Regions from separate parts of the Mus musculus genome. Here region 2 is linked to region 1. The links are chromatin contacts, called in public HiChIP or PLAC-seq maps. All regions are on one chromosome and are shown on one strand. The core of a region is the stretch at or near the end of the contact, and the rest is flanking DNA. Distances in the headings are between cores, read along the strand shown. Region 1 overlaps Zmynd8 (zinc finger, MYND-type containing 8). Region 2 has its middle 11 kb from the start of Gm29679.

The links. HiChIP or PLAC-seq counts read pairs in DNA pulled down with a chosen protein or histone mark.
Region 2: a contact with region 1 is called in an H3K27ac HiChIP or PLAC-seq map of trophoblast stem cells, with 4 times the contacts expected there. The contact joins two enhancer-like sites. A contact is called at or near these places in 1 of 15 datasets of contacts at CTCF or cohesin (large pre-B cells) and 7 of 115 datasets of contacts at active chromatin or transcription factors (embryonic brain, embryonic forebrain, embryonic stem cells and 3 more).

Annotation. Positions count from the first base shown.
Region 1 is chr2:165,864,546-165,868,462 of GRCm38.p6, forward strand. The region is part of intron 2 of Zmynd8 (zinc finger, MYND-type containing 8); the gene reads right to left. Among named protein-coding and RNA genes, the nearest start is that of Gm11465, 15 kb to the right of the region's middle. Within about 2 kb of position 2,581, at least 108 of the 459 cell types and tissues checked have an H3K27ac peak or open chromatin away from gene starts, as enhancers often do. A contact at or near this core is called in trophoblast stem cells, where this site is marked.
Region 2 is chr2:166,551,429-166,555,475 of GRCm38.p6, forward strand. No RefSeq gene overlaps it. Among named protein-coding and RNA genes, the nearest start is that of Gm29679, 11 kb to the right of the region's middle. Within about 2 kb of position 2,238, at least 104 of the 459 cell types and tissues checked have an H3K27ac peak or open chromatin away from gene starts, as enhancers often do. A contact at or near this core is called in trophoblast stem cells, where this site is marked.

The sequences.
Region 1 (3,917 bases), core at 1,331-3,830:
CATCGGACAAAGTCAGGCTCAGTGTGCCTATTGTGTGTGCACGGAAAGAGAGCCACAAAAGGGTGCAGTCTCAACTGAGGCCTTAAACCTGGAGGGGGAGTCAAAGAGATGCAGGGGGAAAGGGGGGACAACTAGGATGGCTCAGCAGGTAAGGCGCATGCCACCAAGCCTCATCAACCTGGGTTCAATCCGTGACCCACCTGGTGGAAGGCAGAACTGCCTACCAGCTCCCACAAGCAGGCCGCCTGACTTTCCCATGTCTGCACACACAAAATAAACAATCAAATGTAACCCTTAAAAGAAAAACTAAACCTGGAAAGGAGAGAGGTTGATAACACCTGAGAGCCAGAAATGGCTCTCAAGGGAATTTGAAAGGTCAGTTGTGAATCGGGCACAGAGGGGAGCAGGAGAGCAGTGAGCCCAGCAGGCCAGGGCCAGCGATGAGGGTTGCAGCAATGGGCCCATCAATAGTAACCAGGGAGGTTTGCCAGTACACAAGGCCATGGGCCAATCTCTCTCTCTCTCTCTCTCTCTCACACACACACACACACACACACATACACACACACACACATACACACACACACACACACACACACACACACACACACACACACACACATAGAGGAATGCTCCAGAATGTTCCAGGCAACATCATAAGCAGATATGACTCTGTCTTTCAACCAAGAGATGAGCTCAGCCTTTCACAGACAGCAGAGGCCTGGTACAATGGGTTTGCTCTATAGTTTCAGCTCTCTGGAGGCTGGGGCAAGAGGATCACATGAGCCCACAAGTTGGTCTGGGATGTAGCTCAGTAATAATATTTGCCTAACACGTAGAAGGCCTCAGTACCACCACCACCACCCCACCCCCAAGTACCTCAGGCTCTCTTGCCCAGCCTCAGAGCACAATCCCGTAATCATAGATACTCTGGAGGCTAAGACAGTAGGATTCCAAGTCAAAGCGCACCTGGCATTCAAATGTTTAGGTTACAGATCCCACAAACCTCGAGAGTCCAACCTGAGCAACAAGACTCACTCCCAGAGCCGGGCATGGTGGTGCACGCCTTTAATCCCAGCACTCAGGAGACAGAGGCAGGCGGATTGCTGAGTTCGAGGCCAGCCAGGTCTACAAAGTGAATTCCTGGACAGCCAGGGCTACACAGAGAAACCCTGTCTCAAAAAACCAAAAGAGTCTTTCTTGAGGGCTGGAGAGATAGCTCAGTGGTTAAGAGCACTGACTGCTCTTCCAGAGGTCCCGAGTTCAATTCCCAGCAACCACATGGTGGCTCACAACCATCTGTAATGGGATCTGATGTCCTCTTCTGGTGTGTCTGAAGACAGTGACAGTGTACTCACATACATGAAATAAATATGGCTGGAGCAGGGGCCAGAGTGAGTGAGGCCGGAAAAAAAAACAAAACAAAAAAAAAAAAAAAAAAAACAAAAAAAACGATTACTTGAATGTCTGGTTGGTAAGAGAGGCCCAGATGCTGAGACAGGCCCTCCACTTGGTACATTTGTTCTAAGACCTTTGGAGGAAGAAAAAGGACATTCTTTTTAGGGTGGAAACACTTTGGGATGACAGTCTTCTCCATTAATAAATAAACTTCGGGGACTTAAAAGCACTAACTCCTCTTCTAGAGGTCCTGAGTTCAATTCCCAGCAACCACACAGGGTGGCTCACAACCAACCATCTGCAATGGGATCCGATGCTCTCTTCTGCGGTGTGTCTGAAGACAGCTGCAGTGTACTCATATAAAAACAAACAAACAAACAAACTGGACATTACTATGAGCGGGGCTTCAAAAATGGGGCAGGTGAAGTTTCCCTGTGTCAACCACAGAGCTCAACTGCATCAGCCGGGCAATTTTAGTGAGTAAAATCCTTGCTAAACAACGAGGATGGGAATCCAGATCAGCACCGCCCCTGTAAAGAGCAGGTTGTAATCTCCATGCTCCTGAGACAAGGACACAGCAGGGTCGCTCTTGCCAAGAGGAGGCCGCCAATCTCTAGTCTGAAAGCCATGATCAGAGCTTCAGCATTTTGGGATAATTTAGACCTGATTAGGGAGGAGAGTTCTCTCACACAGACTTGCCACTAAACACTGCAGGGCTGGCACTTCCTGGGATCTCAGAGATGTCAGAGTCAGGACAGTTTAAACTACCAACGTTTCTTGAAAGGAAACCTCACAGCGGCGCTTCTGCGCCATGGCTTAAAAGCACTGATGGTTGTTTTCTTAGAGATCCCTTGAAAATGACAGAAGGACTCTTATCTCACAGCCTTGCTCACATTCAATCCCTTTGTGAAAGTCTTAATTTACACACAACAGAGAAAGATAGAGGGTCCTGTGCTAATCAAGGTCTGGGACTATTTAACAAATTGTTCTAACTGTACTTCTCTAGCATCCTGGCTCTGTAAACACATCCACCCGCAGGCAAGTCTCACAAAGAATGACAGTGTTTGGGATTTTAATATGTTGGGCTTCCGCTACATCTGCGCCCGGTTTCCGAGGGGACCGTTCCCCTGCGTTGGTGACACAATGCAGACACCATACAGCTGCACACCAGCACTCTGCCCACAAAATGTACACGCAGCAGGATCAAGATGCAAGCGGCCTAAAGAACAGGGAGCCTCCATCCAGGGAGTACACCAGGCTGCGGCAGACTCCGGGTTTCTGGCCTCTGAGGCAGGGCCTTGTCTGACTCACACAGTTATGGCCAAACTCCTGCAAGGAAGTGTGCTGTGACCAGTCTTGCACAGAGAATGCAAAATGACAGCCCTGGGCCATTTCCGTCCCCTTGATGTGACTTTCTGGGTTCATGAACAATCTTTGAGAAACTGGTCTACACAGAGAAACATCTCTGCATCTAAATGAGCTACTGTTGCAAGAAAATGGCAGGTTCATCCCAGCAAAGAGACAGTGAGCCCAATTCCTGGCGCTGAGCAGTGAGGTAGATCCCCCACCCAACCATCAAAGCCCCCTATTTTCCCTATGCTGGCAGCCATTATGGGTATCCCTGCTGGCCCTGAAGGGATGTGACTCAGATGTTTAAAGCAAAAGACAAAACCTGATACCACACCACCCCCCAGCCCTACTTGGCCACTTCATTCATCCTCACGAGCCTCAGTGTCCTAGACTGTGAAATGGGAATACACTCGTCACAGCAGTGAGCTAAGAATCATTGAGGTGAGAAGGAAACACTGCCCGGCGCCTGGGGAGACCTCAGGAGCCGCTCACTGTGCCAGCACTCCTGGTAGATGGTGCTTCTGATTTATGCACGAATGGCTTACAGCAGACTGTCACCCTCGGTCACAAATGTCACCCTGGCATCTTGAAAGCCTGAAGGCTTTGTCTCCTGAGAAGTGCGCGCTCTGGAAAATGCCAAGGATGATATAAAGGAAGCAATAGACTCGGGAACTACCCTATTAATAATAAGTGATCACATAGGAAGAGAGCTGCTGATTGATATTCAGAGAACCTAAAAGCCCTGCAGACGAGATGCGGGAATAGGATTTGAGAATTCAGAGCTAGGTCAGCTAAGATGGCTCCGAGGGCATCTTCTCCCACCACCCAACCTGAGTTCCCAAGTCCTGAGACCCACAGACCACAGAGTAGAAGGAGAAAAAGTTGTCCGAGTAAGTAAACACACCAGGGTTGGTGGTATTTGCCTTCCATCCAACCCCTCCAGAGACCAAGTCGGGAGGACCTCACTGACCAGCCTGCTCCACATATTGAGTTCCATGCCCAGAAGGGCTGCACGGTAGGAGCCTACCTCTGAACAAAAATATAAACAAAGAATTCCAAAGTATGTTGACACACTGTCCCTACTCCCTTTAAGCATGTAAGTTCAAGACCAGCCTGGGCAACATAAAAACATCTCAGCTCAAAGAAAGAAAAGAAAGCATTAACTCTTG
Region 2 (4,047 bases), core at 988-3,487, 690 kb after region 1:
TGTTCTCAGCAGAGCATGAGTCACAAGGAGCAGAGCTTCACTCCCACCTCCCTACTCAGTCACACGGGCCATCCGAATTGTGGCCATTGTTTCTCTGAAATGGGGATTTTTCCAGCTGTGGTGCTGGCTACCTGCATCATTCTTCCAGAGATGCTTCACATCTGCCCACACCTCCATGAGGGTCCAGTGCATGTCCCCAACCACTCTGTCTAAGGCGCGCACCTACACACACACACACACACACACACACACACACACACACACGGGTCCTTTCCACTAATTGCCATGGCGTCTCTCCTCCCCAGGCCTAGCACCTCCTGACACACTGATAGCACCTTTCACTCCCCTGTAGAATGTATCAGTCCCAAGAGATCAAGGCGATCTGCTCCACCCTAAGTGCCTGGCTCACAGACGATGGCCAGTCAATGCTCACTGCGCCATTAAGTTACCTAAAATCAAAGGAGCTAGGACAGGTCAGCTGGGGTCCACAAGGGGGTTGCCTAGAAACAGCCGGGCTCTTGAGTCGGGACTTAGGTCCTGGAGCATTCCAAGCTAAGCGGAAGAGAATTCCAGGTGCATCAGGACTCCATAAGCAGGGCCCAGGACACACACACCTCAAGTGCTGTCCTGACTTCTGAGCCCAGCAAAGGCCCAGATCTTAGGCCGTTTGACAACAGCCCTTTCAAAATTAACTGGATGTTTTATTCATCCTTAAATTCTTTAAAATTGCAAATCAAACAGTTGCGGGTGCTCGGCTAGCCTCGGCTTCTGGGCTCTTGTGTTGCAAATAACTGTGCTCTCCTGCATACCAAGCGGACCTTTCTGCGTCCCAGGAAAATGAATCTCTTTTGGTGTTCATTGCGCTAATTGCATCCACAGCGGAGGCAGAGCAAACATCTTTCCCTCCTGATTTGCATTATGCAAAACCTTAATCTCCCCAAGTTTCCTAAAGCCTTGTGAATGATTCACAGCCTTCCAATGCCTGGAACAGCTCGGCTTGATCTGCTTGTCCATATAAATTAGATTTACTGAGGAAATAAAGGAGGCTCGATACTATAAACTATTGGGAAGATGACCCCCGAGTGTGGATGCCCCATAAATTTGTGTCTTGGGGGGTACTGCGAGGCTGCTGATCACACACATATTGCTAGATTTATCTCTTTTGGGCTATTATTGACATGAAGAGGAGAGTAGATTGCCATTGGGAGCCACTGTGCTGTCTGGGAGAGGGGCTGGCTCTCCCTGAACTGGCAAAAAGTGGCTTACAGAAAGCCTTCTCCAGACAAGGGGCCACCAGGAGAGGACTCAGGTTGAAGCAAAAGCGTGCAGGAGAGGCTGGATTCGAAGGCAGCCGAGTTCAGCCTGTGACACTGAGGAGGTGACCGCCCCTTCCCTTTGTTCCCTCACCTCCTGTTGGGGAAAACAAAACATTTCCAAACTTAGAGGGCTAGAGGAGGTCCCAGATGGAGTCTCCGCTGCACACCTGGGCCTCCTTCTAGGAACTAGTGGGGACCAAGATAGCAGGCCCAGGCTTCCAGGTGCTCAGAGAGCTCACTGGAAGAGCTCCATCCACAATGAGAGCTTACATGGTGGTGCCGGAGAGGGGGATGGTAACATTAGCCAGATTACAGGCTCAGACCCAACGCTGTGAAGGTGTGCAGAGCCAGCCCCGATGCCAGAGCCTGTTAGTGCTGTAAGCCTGCTGCCCTGGCAACCAGAAATGCCAGGCACGACTGTGCCAGGTTCTGATGTTGGGCTTCAGATCATTATTTCTGTTATTATTTACATGGCCATTGCACAGATTTGAAAGCTGAGTCCTACTTTAGAATCTAAGTCTGCAGGACGCCCCTACCAAGCGTCTTCCTTCTCTAGTCCCCTAGAGTGGGGCTGAGCAGGGGAAAGGGGGAGTTATTAGTGTTTATGCTAATACCTGTCAGCTGGAAGTTTCTACTCTGTGCTATCTGATGGTAAAGATCAGGGTCTCTGCGACCACAGTCCCCTTTCTCAGAGACCTCTTGTTGGCCTCTGCCAGGCATTTCCTGCTGGGATTTACTCGTGACTTCCTGTCCTTTGCCAACTGCAGACCTGCAGGAAGATGGTGGAGATGGAGGAGGCAGGCAGGATTTGTATTTCCTGTTGGTTTCTTACTGTTTCTGCCATTCCCACCAACACCACAGCGGCGCCCTTAGACGCCCCACATCCCCAACCAGCCCCGCCTATGAAATGTCTCAGCCCCGCCTATGAGGCATCTCAACCCCGCCTACGAGGCTTCTCAGCCCCGCCCTCCGCTCTGCAGCATAAGGCCCAGATCTACGGCGTATTCAAGGGTCAATAAGTTTTCCCCTTAAAAGTGTCACTAACATTCCTGAAAGTGTGGCTTGTGAGCCCCCACCCCCTCCCTCTGCATTGTATGAGGACAGTCATAAGCAATTTCCGGACTCAGGAGCATGGCTGTGCTCTATACAACTCCATATACAAGCACTTAGTCTAGTCATGAGTAATAGCTGCCTGAGCACATAGATGAGGGTTCGTCTTTGTCTCAGCAAGACAACTCCGTGCTTGCATCCTGCATCTTTAGGCTTTAAACAGCCACGTGTCATCGACACTGTGGGCCAGAGTGATGCTGACAGAACAGAAAGAGAAAGGCTCTTGAAGTTCATGCCAAGGCTGGAGGTCAGCACAGGCTGAGGAAGTGCGGGCTCATACCACTGGCACCAATGGGAAGACTCGAAACATTTAGATCTCATAAACTGGTCCGGATAGGACGATGCCCCACGCAGCTGCCAATGAGGTGTCGGTGGGTGTGCTGGGTGTGCTGATTGGTAAAATAACACCTCTGGAGCAGCAGTAGCGAGTGACTTCACCACCTGACTGGGTTTAAAGTCAGTCTCCAGGAACCATTTGATTCTCCACAGGCCAAACATGCACGTTAGCTGGGGTGTGATGAGGTTCGGCACAGCGTCTCTGGAGGCACAGAACGGTTGGAAGCAAGTTATCTGAAGGGCCCCGTCTCTGACTCCTTTGAATGTCTTTCTTCACATGATTGGAGGAACACTGCGATCCAGACTGACTGAGTGGACCACCAACCAAATAGAGACCGGCTCCCCTTCATGAACTAACCATTAAATTCAGAATATCTGGGCCATTGTGATGATATGGCTGGTAAAGGCCTTTGCTGCCTGGCCTTACAACCTGAGTTTGATGTCCAAGAATCATGTGATGGAAGGGAGAGAACTGACTTACACACACACACACACACACACACACACACACACACACACAATGAGTGCACACTCACATACACACACACACTTATGTGATTTTTAGAAACTAAGACCGGAATCCCTAGCAAGTGCCCCCAGATAAACACATTCCCCGATCCCACAGAACACTCTGTCCTCCAGCGTCCTCATGCGAGCTCCCCAGCCACAAACTGTTGCAACCATTTCCAAGAACAGTCTCTGTCCCCCCAAAGCGACACTATACCTGCCTTTGGTGCTTGTGGCTGTGGCCAGTGACAGGTGGGTGGGGCCGGAAGACAGGACAGGGCTCCTTACAAGGAAGCCTTGTAGGGAGAAAAGTGGCTGCTGCTACGTCTACCTGGCTCCTGGTCCCTTTTCTATGCTCACGTGATTTCTAGTGCACATTGTGGAGTGCGTGTGTAGTAGGTGCATAGTAAATATTCTTTGTATGCACAAACCTACTGTACTGATTGTTCCCTTTTGTTTTTATTTTCAATTTTTTCATTTATTTTTTATACGTATTGGTGTTTTGCCTGCATGTATGTCTGTGCGCCATCTTCTTGCTTGGTGCATGCTGAGTCCAGAAGAGGGAATTGTATTTCTTGAGGCTGTGAACTGCAGAGGCCTGTAAGCTGACTTTTTTTTTTTTTTTTTTTTTTTTTTTTTTTGGTGTTTTTGAGACAGGGTTTCTCTGTGTAGCCCTGGCTGTCCTGGAACTCACTTTGTAGACCAGGCTGGCCTCGAACTCAGAAATCCGCCTGCCTCTGCCTCCCGAGTGCTGGGATTAAAGGCGTGCGCCACCACG